Linked DNA regions of Sus scrofa: all the other regions are linked to region 1. A link is a contact called in public targeted proximity ligation data. All regions are on one chromosome and are shown on one strand. The core of a region is the stretch at or near the end of the contact, and the rest is flanking DNA. Distances in the headings are between cores, read along the strand shown. Region 1 holds the start of ATF7IP (activating transcription factor 7-interacting protein 1). Region 2 has its middle 110 kb from the start of ATF7IP. Region 3 has its middle 89 kb from the start of ATF7IP.

Region 1 (3,452 bases), core at 587-3,086:
GGGATTCAAAGATAATAAAACTATCTAACTGGAGTTTTAGGGATCCAAGTCTAGAATATGACATCTAAGAAAACTGATCAGTTGGTGAGTTTATGCTCAATTATTTCCCCTTTGCCATTAGCCAGGATGATTGAGAATGAATTATTAAAAAAAAAAAAAAAAAGGAGTTTCCATCATGGCTTAGTGGTTAATGAACCTGACCAGTATCCATGCCCATGAGGACCTGGGTTTGATCCCTGGCCTTGCTCAGTGGGTTAAGTAAGGATCTAGTTAACTCTGTGGTGTAGGTCGCAGACGCAGCTTGGAACCCTTTGCTGTGGCTGTGGCATAGGCTGGTGGCTACAGCTCCAATTCAACCCCTAGCCTGGGAATCTCCATATGCTGTGGGTGTGGCCCCTAAAAAGACAAAAGACAAAAGACAAAAAAAAAAAAAAAAAAAAAAAAGATTCCTTTGTATGTGCTTATAGAAGTCAAGGAGAAACCTAATGAATGAAACCTTCTTCCAATCCCATTTCTCTAATTATAGAATGGAATTTTAAATATTGGTATTGAACATCTAACTTATAATTGAGCACTATGTACAAAATAAATTATAATACATACTTTGTTATAACTGAGCCTCTATTTGTAACTTTTTGTGCACCCATGTACTATGTTCAGTACCAAGGACTTTACAAAGCTTAGCAATTAAGCAATGAAAATCTAATTGTGTTATTTCCTAACTTAAAACCTTTTAAATTATTCCTCATTGTTTGTTCTTACAATAAAATCCAACTTTTAGACAAGGGAACCCTATTAAATCAATTCTCATGTTAGTGATGACCTCTTCTGGGAAGGCACTGCTGATTCTCTAACTATGGATGAGGGGTTTCTCCTAAAAGCCAGGCAGTATTTCTAAGTTGAAGGACCCAAATTATAAAAATAATTAACCACCATATACTGATTTCTTATTACTTACAAATTCTTCCTGTTTACTTTTTTGTCTTCTCCACTGTAATAGACTGCTTGAGGACAGGCACCTAATATGGGTCTGGAACACAGGAATTGCTAATTAAATATTGAATGAGTAGATTAATTTCAGAGAGAAGTGATATTAAAATCCTCTCGATCTACTTCTCAGGCTGTTTTGCTTTGCAAAACACATTTACGGGTTATCCTACCATTTTGCCCTCTCAAACCATTTGAATTACAGGCATGAGAAAATTGAGTAAAACACTTATTCCAAGAAACAGGTATGTAAGCTGGACGTGAGCCTAGATCTTCCAACAAATATACTTGCATCTTCTTCATTACACCTTGTGGCCTTCATTACTTGTTGGCTCCCAATTATAAAACTGTATAACAGGGATACAACTTCTGGTGGAAGGGTATGACTAGAAGCGCTTGCTCTGACACAGAACAACGGAAAGAAAAGATGTGTTTGCGCCATTCCCTCATGACTTAAACAGTTTAAAGTATATTTTGTAAGCTAACACAAATGATAAATCAACATGCTCCAGCCTTTTTTGAAAATCTTTTCCTCAGCTTTTTAACTTTCACCCACTTATTTCCTTCCTTCCTTCTTTTCTAAGGCTCATAGAGGGCGCTCACAAAGTACTACTCACTAGTTGAGCAAAGCTCCACTCATAATACACACCTCACTGCAACACAGAGGCGCAGCGCCACCACCTCAGACTTCCTTCTCTTTTCCACGGCGGGAGGCGGGGCCAATATTTCTCATTCAAATAAAAAACCAGAAGATTTGCATGGGGAACGGCCATTCCGTGAGCCTATTGGATGAAAGCACAGTGGGCGTGGCCAATATTACGACCACTGAGCCCCGCCTATAATGATTTGCATAACGGCCCCGGCGCGTGCAAGGGAGAAGCGGGTTTGTTTTTGAATCTGCGGAGGCGGCGGCGGCGGCGGCGGCGGCGCGGCGCGGCGCGGCGCGGAGACTGAAGCGCGCGAGACTGAGGCGGCAGCGGAGGGGACGGCTGCGCCGGGCGACTCTGTAGGAAGGAACTTGGTTCCCCCTCCCTCATCTCCCGCCCCAAAAGGTATCTTTGAGTCCCTTGGGCTGATAGAACAACATTTTCTTAAATTACTATTGTATTTCTGAAGAGTCAAGACCGCATTATGGCGGCTGCGGGAGTTGTGTTGCGCCTGCGCGGTTGCGGAGCTGCGGGCGGACGCTGCATGGGAGCACGTGATCTTGCGGGGTCGGGCTCTAGCTGCAGTTGTGCAGCTGGCGGGGCGGTGGCTGCGCAAGCGCAATATTCATTTTCAAGATCTAATGTTCTTGTTGGACGCCATTCGGGTTCTAGATTTAATTTTCCTCATTCTTGAGGGGTTTCATTTTGTTACGCTTAAATTCCCTCACTTTTCAAGAAAAACGTTTCTCTTATGTTGTATTCCTGTACCGACCTCAGACTTTTTTATGATATTTCTCCGATTCTTTGAGAAGCTGTGTACTTAGTTTTCTGTAAAAATGATTGCCCACTTGTGGTTCTCGATTTTAATTTCACTTTTGGGACAGTGCTGGATTCAATTGTATATTTAGGGAGATAAAGATCAGCACCTAGTGGTGTTATCACGGGAAGTGCATTTATTTGAACTGCATATTTGCAAATACATTTTTAACCCTATTTTTACCAGTCCTGTTATGGAATGTTTTCAAAATGGAAACAGTTTGAATTTTGGAAATATGAAGGCAAGGAGCTTTGGAAGAACTTATATAACGTTTGAAAGGAAACCTCAATCTACTTGCGTATTTATTTTTTAAAAATATTTGATCCTTAGTGAAGTTTTAATCAGTGTGTACTTTTGATCTTTCATGCATTTGAGTTTCACATTTTTTCTCTCCCTGTCACTTGTCCATTACCGCTGCAGTTAGATTATTTTTATTACTCTGACTTTTAAAATTAAGTCATTTTCTTAGCGTTTTGTTTGTAATGATATGTGAAATAGAACACTAAAACTTGATACATTTTTCTGTTAAAGAATTCTGCAAAGAACTCTCAACTACACTGAGGCCTTTATTAGGACATCGTGAACCATCAAGAAAACAGTTGATTAAAAAAATGTCATTTATACATATAAGATAAAATTGTGTTTGATTTTTTAAAATTGTGTGTTCCTGGTTTCTTAAAGAAGTAGTTTCTTAAAAGAAGTAGTTTCTTAAAGAAGTAGTTATAAGTGTGCTACTTATTATTTTAGTTTAAAATGTTAGTGTCATTATATTTGAATCTTATATGAGCCTCTGGGAGAAGTTTTATACAATTTGATATAATTTTACTGTTGTGCAAATTATTTCTTACTGGACTGAAAACTTGTAAATGGTTGTCATAAACTTTATCTGTGGTTTGTATATATAACAGTTGTTTTTCTTGGTTGGTTATGTAACTCTAAGTCAGTCACCTGTCAAACGAAGAAGTGGCTGTTGCTTTGTAATCTTGGTTGGTTTAGGGCCT
Region 2 (3,452 bases), core at 239-2,738, 110 kb before region 1:
GTTACAATCTAATACATTTCTTAGCCTTAGAACTTTGTAAATCTTGATGCCTTCTGGAATTAAATATTAGTATAAACCCTCTTTTTGCTCCTTTCAGGGAACTTCAGAGGGGAGCTGTTTGCTTAAAGATGATTTTTTTTCTCATGTCTTATTGTTGATCATTCTATCTATATCAATTTTTCTGATATTGTGTAAAGTTTTGATCTGATGATTTAGCTATTCCTTTTTATCAAGAAATTTTTCTTCTTTTACATCTGAATCTTTCCTATAAAGATATTCAATACAAGTATTCCATTTGGGTGGGGGGTGGGATGCTTCTAACCACTAAAAGAATAGCAATTATTCTAATATCGGATAATCTTTGGCCTCCATCATTATCCTTCTCTTTCTAACTGCTTTCATCTTTTTTTTTTTTCCCCCTAGGCCCACACCCACAGTATATGGAGGTTCCCAGGCTAGGGGTCGAATCGGAGCTGTAGCTGCCAGCCTACACCAGGGCCACAGCAACGTGGGATCCCAGCCGCGTCTGCAACCTACACCACAGCTCACGGCAACACCAGATCCTTAACCTACTGAGCAAGGCCAGGGATGGAACCCGGAACCTTGTGGTTCCTAGTCAGATTCGTTAACCACTGAGCCATGACAGGAACTCCCTAACTGCTTTCATCTTTATCTCTTTTCTCCAACACTGTTTAAGAACTAATCAGGTCTTAATTTAGTTAACCCTTATCTATGGATAACGCCTACTGTTCCTGTTGTTTTTTTCAGAAGACTAGCAGGGAATATACTCAAGCTGGAGTGATTTAATGAATAGTTAATAAAAGGATCATTTTCAAAATGTTGGGCAGAATGTTGGGTGACCACAGGGAATAGTGAAGGGCTCTAGGTTTCACAACACATAGCTACTGTTACCGTCCTTGGTCATAAAGGACAGAGGACAAAGTGATTACTACTTCCTTTAGATAGAGGGAGATACTTCGGTAAGGCTCCTTGCCAGAAAATACGACTTTCAGTTAAGGAGTAGAGCCCTGTGACCTCATAGGAAGAGGAGTGGGGGGAAATGAACACCTCAGCTTTACTCTCTTCTCTCTCTTTGATTGTCTTTGAATGCTTCCTATTGCCCAGATTCAATCAGAAGTTAAAAGTCAAGGAATTTTATTGATACAGTCCATATAGATCAGTCTCTACCTCCTGGGACACAAAGTAGAGCAGAGAAGAATGGATAATAAATCTAGAGGGACAAAATTAAAATATTTAGTACATCCATTTTACACTCTAGTACTACACCATTCTGACTCCAGCAGGAGGTTGTTAGGAAATATATAAATATCCAAGTCTTTTCAAACTAAACACAACAAAAGAAAAAGAGAAAATGAAAACTTTTTAAATCCACATGCCACATTCCTTTTGGAAACCACTGTATATGAACTGTAAGCTTCTTTGATTGCTACAGTGCATGAATGCATCCAGGAGATGGCAGCATTGGTAAAGTATAGCACTATTTAGAAATGTTTAAGGTATTTTCCACAACTGTCACTGCTAACTTCCTAAATGGGAATAACCTATTAAATGAACCGTTAGTCCTAAATAACGAAATGCAGAAATACTTAACTATTATCAAATAACAGCATGGCTCTAGGAAGGTGATTATTCACAAAAGTACATATATCCCAGGACTTAACTGATAAAACTCCTCAAATTCGGAAGGTCCCATTGCAGTTCAGCGGTAACAAGCCTGACTAGTATCTGTGAGGATGTGGGTTCAATCCCTGGCTTTGCTCAGTGAATTAAGGATCTAGCATTGCCGTGAGCTGTGATGTAGGTTGCAGACATGGCTCAGATCCCTTGTTGCTATGGCTGTGGAGTAGGCTGGCCGCTTGTAGCTCTGATTCAACCTCTAGCCTGGGAACTTCCATATGCCAGGGGTGTGACCCTAAAAAGACAAAAAAAAATTCCTCAAATCCAAGAGACATATATCTATAAATATAAAATATTATATAATATCTTTATAAAATTTGCATAAATTATTAACTTTTTAAAGCTTGGGTTGTAGATATATAAGAAAATCTATAAACTGTGCTTAAAAGCAAGTTTAATAACTTTTATTCATAAAATATATATAAAGCATCATTTCAGACACAGTGACAAACTACAACCAGAATATCATAGACATAACATCAGCTACGAGAAAAAAGTTAATTTGCTTTGATTTTTATTATTATTATTATTTTCGTCTTTTTAAATTTTCTAGGGCCGCACCCACGGCATGTGGAGGTTCCCAGGCTAGGGATCTAATAGGAGCTGTAGCTGCTGGCCTACGCCAGAGCCACAGCAACACCAGATCCGAGCTGCGTCTGCAACCTACACCACAGCTCATGGCAATGCCGGATCCTTAACCCACTGAGCAAGGCCAGGGATTGAACCCACAACCTCAAGATTCCTAGTCGGATTTGTTAACAACTGAGCCACAACGGGAACTCCTAATTTGCTTTTAAATGTCATTTCTAAACTGCTTTAATCATGCCCAACATTCAAACTTATAAAGTCTTAAAGATTCAGACAGATATTGTCAGTATTTCAGACTAAGCACAGTCTGGCCCTCTAAACCCTCATTCTGCCAAAGAGATAGGCAAACCCAACAAATTAGAATACCGTTGGATTTTTTTTTTTTTTTTTTTTGTCTTTTTGCCATTTCTTGGGCCGCTTCCGCGGCACATAGAGGTTCCCAGGCTAGGGGTCTAATCGGAGCTGTAGCTACCAGCCTACGCCAGAGCCACAGCAACGCGAGATCCAAGCCGCGTCTGCAACCTACACCACAGCTCATGGCAACGCCGGATCATCAACCTGCTGAGCAAGGGCAGGGATGGAACCCGCAACCTCATGGTTCCTAGTCGGATTCGTTAACCACTGCACCACGACGGGAACTCCCAGTTGGATCTTGCTCTAATACAGCAAGTTGCTCTGTACTGGGAAGGCCAGCTCACTTAACTCCATCTTGGGAGTCATACAAGACTTCACCAAGGAAAGGACTGAGACACTGAAAGATGAGAAGTGTTTGCCAGGATGATCACAGGAGGAAGGTCACCCCATGCAGAAGGAATAGCAAGCAGAAAGAGGGCAGACACAGCATGTTCTGTTCCAGTGTTTAACCAAGGCAATTTTGACCCCCAGAGGATATTTGGCAATGTATGGAAATAGTTTTAGTTGTCACTACTGGTGTCTAGTGGGTAGAGGTCAGGTGTGCAGCCAAACATCCTACAATGCACAAAATAGCCTCCTGCAACAAACAAATTATCTCACCCAAAATAGTGCTGCCATTGAGAAACTGCTCTAAATGCAAACTGCATCACTTGGAATGACCAGCTTGCAGGGAGGGATAGGAAAGAGGTGAGAGATGAAGTTAAAATGATAAAGAGGGAACAAAATTATGGACACTTCATTGGCCTAAATAA
Region 3 (3,452 bases), core at 265-2,764, 89 kb before region 1:
CCTCACATAAAAATAGCTTTTCCAGATCTACTGGGGAAAAAAATTGGCTTTTTTCCAGGGCTTTCTGCTCTACTGAAACTAAACATGTAAATGATCAATTTAACTCTGGTTTTTAGTTTAGGATAAATGACAGCATTTATGGTTCTGCTTGGGGATGTAGGGGTGAATTTTAAACTGCTGAGTTTTAATTAATCCTTTGTAACCTCACAGAAGCAAAATGTCTGTGATCCTCGTTTGGTAAAAGAGCCTGATACCAAGCACACAAGTAAGACAAATGAAATGCACACGAAACAAGTAAAGAGAAGGATTCCTAAAAAAGCAGCCTGTTATTTGTGCTTCGACATATAATTGAGACAGGCTCAAAAGGCCTTCCGACGATGTGACACGTTGCTCGCTTTGGCCAGCAGGGGGAGACTAGTGAGTCGTCAAGCACCGAAAGGAGACACACCCCGAATATGGTTGCTTATCATCTGTGTCCTCTCTGATTTTTCAAAAACCCACAAGAAGAAAACAAAAAATTCTTCGCAAGAAACGCTTAATATTTAAAAACTGAGATTAAATTCACATGACATAAAATCAACATTGTAAAATGTACAATTGAGTGGCATTTAATACCTCCACGATGTTGTACAATCGCCCCCTCTTATCTAGTTCCAAAACGTGAGAAATGCTTAAATTTGATAGAAAACTTACAGAAGCCCAGCCCTATCCTTTCCTCATTCCGTCACACTCCTAGTTTTGCCTCCACCTGCATCACGTTAGGAATGGTTCCCGCGCATTCTCCAAACAGCCTTCTTCCCTAAACAATTCACAGAATCTGACCAGGGGTTATAATTACACGTTCGAAAACCAAAACAATCTCAAGTCTTCAGTTCTTTTCTCTGGGAATCGCGCAGTTGCAACAGTTAGTATGAGTGGCTACTTAAAAATTCCATACATTTTATGTTTTGTCATTTCTCAACAAAGAAATGAATAAATTATTTTGACTTAAATATAGCTACAAAACAAATTAATCTTTCAGCCTTTGAATTGAAATTTAAAGTTATTTCCATCCAGAGTGAAGATTTAAGATATTTCTAGGTTAAAATGAGAGCCAAGATTTTAAGGGCACCATGTCAATTGGTTTAGATAACAAATTTGAGAAAAGCAGAACTAAATAGTTAATGTAATAAAAGCTGAAGCTTTACAACCTAAATCCACTATTTTATTAAAGAATTTAATCTACTTCAGGGGGCCTTGGCCCAGGGAAGGGTAAAAAAATGCCAAACTGGAAAGCAGGGGGAGGGGAATTGCTGTTGGTGACTCTGGGAAAACAGGAGGGAGGGAAACAGAGGAGCAAATGAGGCCGGATCCGCCCTAACAAAGAGGCAGAAACTGTGTCTCAACAGCCACCAAATCCAGTTCAGGGCGGTTTGAGCCAGTTTCTGAGCTGGATTGAGAACAACAGCCTCGGCTGAGACTTGATGAGGGTGAAAGAGAAAATACAAAATGGATTTCGCAGAGAGAAGTGGATTCGGCCTGGACTCGCAGGAGCCTAAAGCTGTTTCCTGGCGTTGCAAAGTCAGATAAAATATAAGGCCTGGAGCCGGAACAGTGGCCTATTGCGGAAGGAAAAATGACAGAGCACTGCCTCTGTGCCTTGATCCAGTCCGCATTTTCCCTTCTACTTCCCCTAATTGTGGCTGGTAAGGGAAAGGGCCTCAGGGTATCAGTTTTCAGAGAAAGCTGGCTGCGGTGTTGGGGGAGGGGAGGAGTCTGTGTCAAGGGTAGTTTAACGTGTGTGCGGGTGTGGGGGAGGGATGTGTGAGAGGGTCTGAAGGAGAGGGAACAACGCTTCACACCGTGCAGTTCACACCGCCTTTCCACACCTCTGCTGCATTATTGCACAATCTCAATATACACCGCACATAGGTGTCTTGGGAGCGCCCTACATACACTTGGCATTTGTACATGTAATGACCAGGTTCCTTCGGCCCTGTGCATTAACGACCATAAAGACTGTCCACATGCTCTTTTCATTCGTGCCGTAAAAACACATACGAGCTGTACATACCTTCTCAACCAAGAGACCTGGCAGTGTTGGGTAACAGTGGAATGATAATCCTGTCCTCGCTTCCCCTCCCCCAGGTGCCAGAACCTCTGACATCTGATCAGTCCCACCCTCGAAGTGGCTCCTCTGAGCGTCTAACAGTCTGAGCTGTGGTCCGCAGCTGTCGAGGGTGTGCACATCCTGCGGCCAGGTTCGACTGAGAGCTTCTGGGACCGGTTACATCTCCTGACCCCCCAAAACTCCAAAAGCTGCCCAGGAATTCTAGCCAAAGTCCGAACTTAGCTGGGGGAGGGGCCAGAGCAAATTTTGGGGTGGCGTTGCTAAATTCCCTTTCCCCTGAATATCCCAAGGATGTTTAGAATCTTCCAGAGGCACCAGATGAGTGCCTTCAGACCTTAAGGCTTGTTTGAATTGGAAGGCAGCCCTGGTTTGGGGAGGACTGTGGAGACCCCTGTGAGTGTACAGTCTGGGTCTCTTTCTCTCCCCTCTTCCTTTCTCTCTCCCTATGTCCCTCTCTCTCTCTCTCCCCCCCCTTCTCCCCCCCACTCTCTCTCTCTCTCTCACACACACACACACACACACACACACACACACTCAAAACCGGGTCTGTAGGGTTTCAAAATCCCTTGAGAAATTGGGGGAGGTGAGAGGGAGGTCAAACTAAAAGCCGTCACTGCTATTTTAACCTTGTTAATCTATCGTTGATATACCGGTGAACAGTTGGAACACATCCACTACGCATTATTTATATGCAACAATCGTCCATAAACGAAGCTTGTTACTATCATGTCTTATTCGACGCTATTGCACAAATAAGTAACTTACGCAGCGCTTCTATATTCATTTCATTAACTATTACACCTTGGCTGCTATAGCCTCTGCTAGAAAGTTTTTTGGGGGTTTGGGGTTTTTTAGTAGAGGGCAGGGTTTTTCCCCACAAGAACATGCAGAAGGCTGCAAGGAGATAACAATAACAGCAATAATCAGAATCATAATATTGAGAGCTTGCTGTAAGTGAAACACAGTACCAAGTATTTCACATATTAAATTATCTTATTCAATACTCACCATATATCTCTAAGTTAGACATTATCGTTCCCATTCTGGAGATGAGGAAAACGGTGCTTGGAAAGATTAGGTATTTCATCTATTTAAATGGCAGACCAAGATTCTGGTCCAGTCCTTGCTTTTAACCGGCTGTTAAACTGCAACCTCCCTGGCAAATGGTTTAAAATTTATCTCCAGACCCTACTGTGTATCAGCCTACTTTGGGCTGGGGGGTAAGTAGGTTTTGGTGAGAGAGGAGGATTGGTTCAGTGATGAGGGCGTGGTTCCTGCCTTCAACAAGCTTTCAATCTAAGGGCTGTTTTTTCAAGAACAATACTGGCCTGCCTTACAAGGG

The links.
Region 2: a targeted proximity ligation map of alveolar macrophages shows a contact between it and region 1. A contact is called at or near these places in 4 of 47 Hi-C or Micro-C datasets (embryonic fibroblasts, fetal heart ventricle, retroperitoneal adipose tissue and 1 more) and 2 of 2 datasets of targeted methods (alveolar macrophages and skeletal muscle).
Region 3: a targeted proximity ligation map of alveolar macrophages shows a contact between it and region 1, with 6 times the contacts expected there. A contact is called at or near these places in 4 of 5 promoter capture datasets (fetal liver, fetal skeletal muscle, liver and 1 more), 26 of 47 Hi-C or Micro-C datasets (alveolar macrophages, blood, brain and 14 more) and 2 of 2 datasets of targeted methods (alveolar macrophages and skeletal muscle).

The regions. Positions count from the first base shown.
Region 1 is chr5:58,148,364-58,151,815 of Sscrofa11.1, reverse strand. It overlaps ATF7IP (activating transcription factor 7-interacting protein 1), which reads left to right and starts at 1,836. Exons shown (of 15, transcript XM_003126462.5): 1 at 1,836-2,039.
Region 2 is chr5:58,260,122-58,263,573 of Sscrofa11.1, reverse strand. No RefSeq gene overlaps it. Among named protein-coding and RNA genes, the nearest start is that of ATF7IP, 110 kb to the right of the region's middle.
Region 3 is chr5:58,236,848-58,240,299 of Sscrofa11.1, reverse strand. No RefSeq gene overlaps it. Among named protein-coding and RNA genes, the nearest start is that of ATF7IP, 89 kb to the right of the region's middle.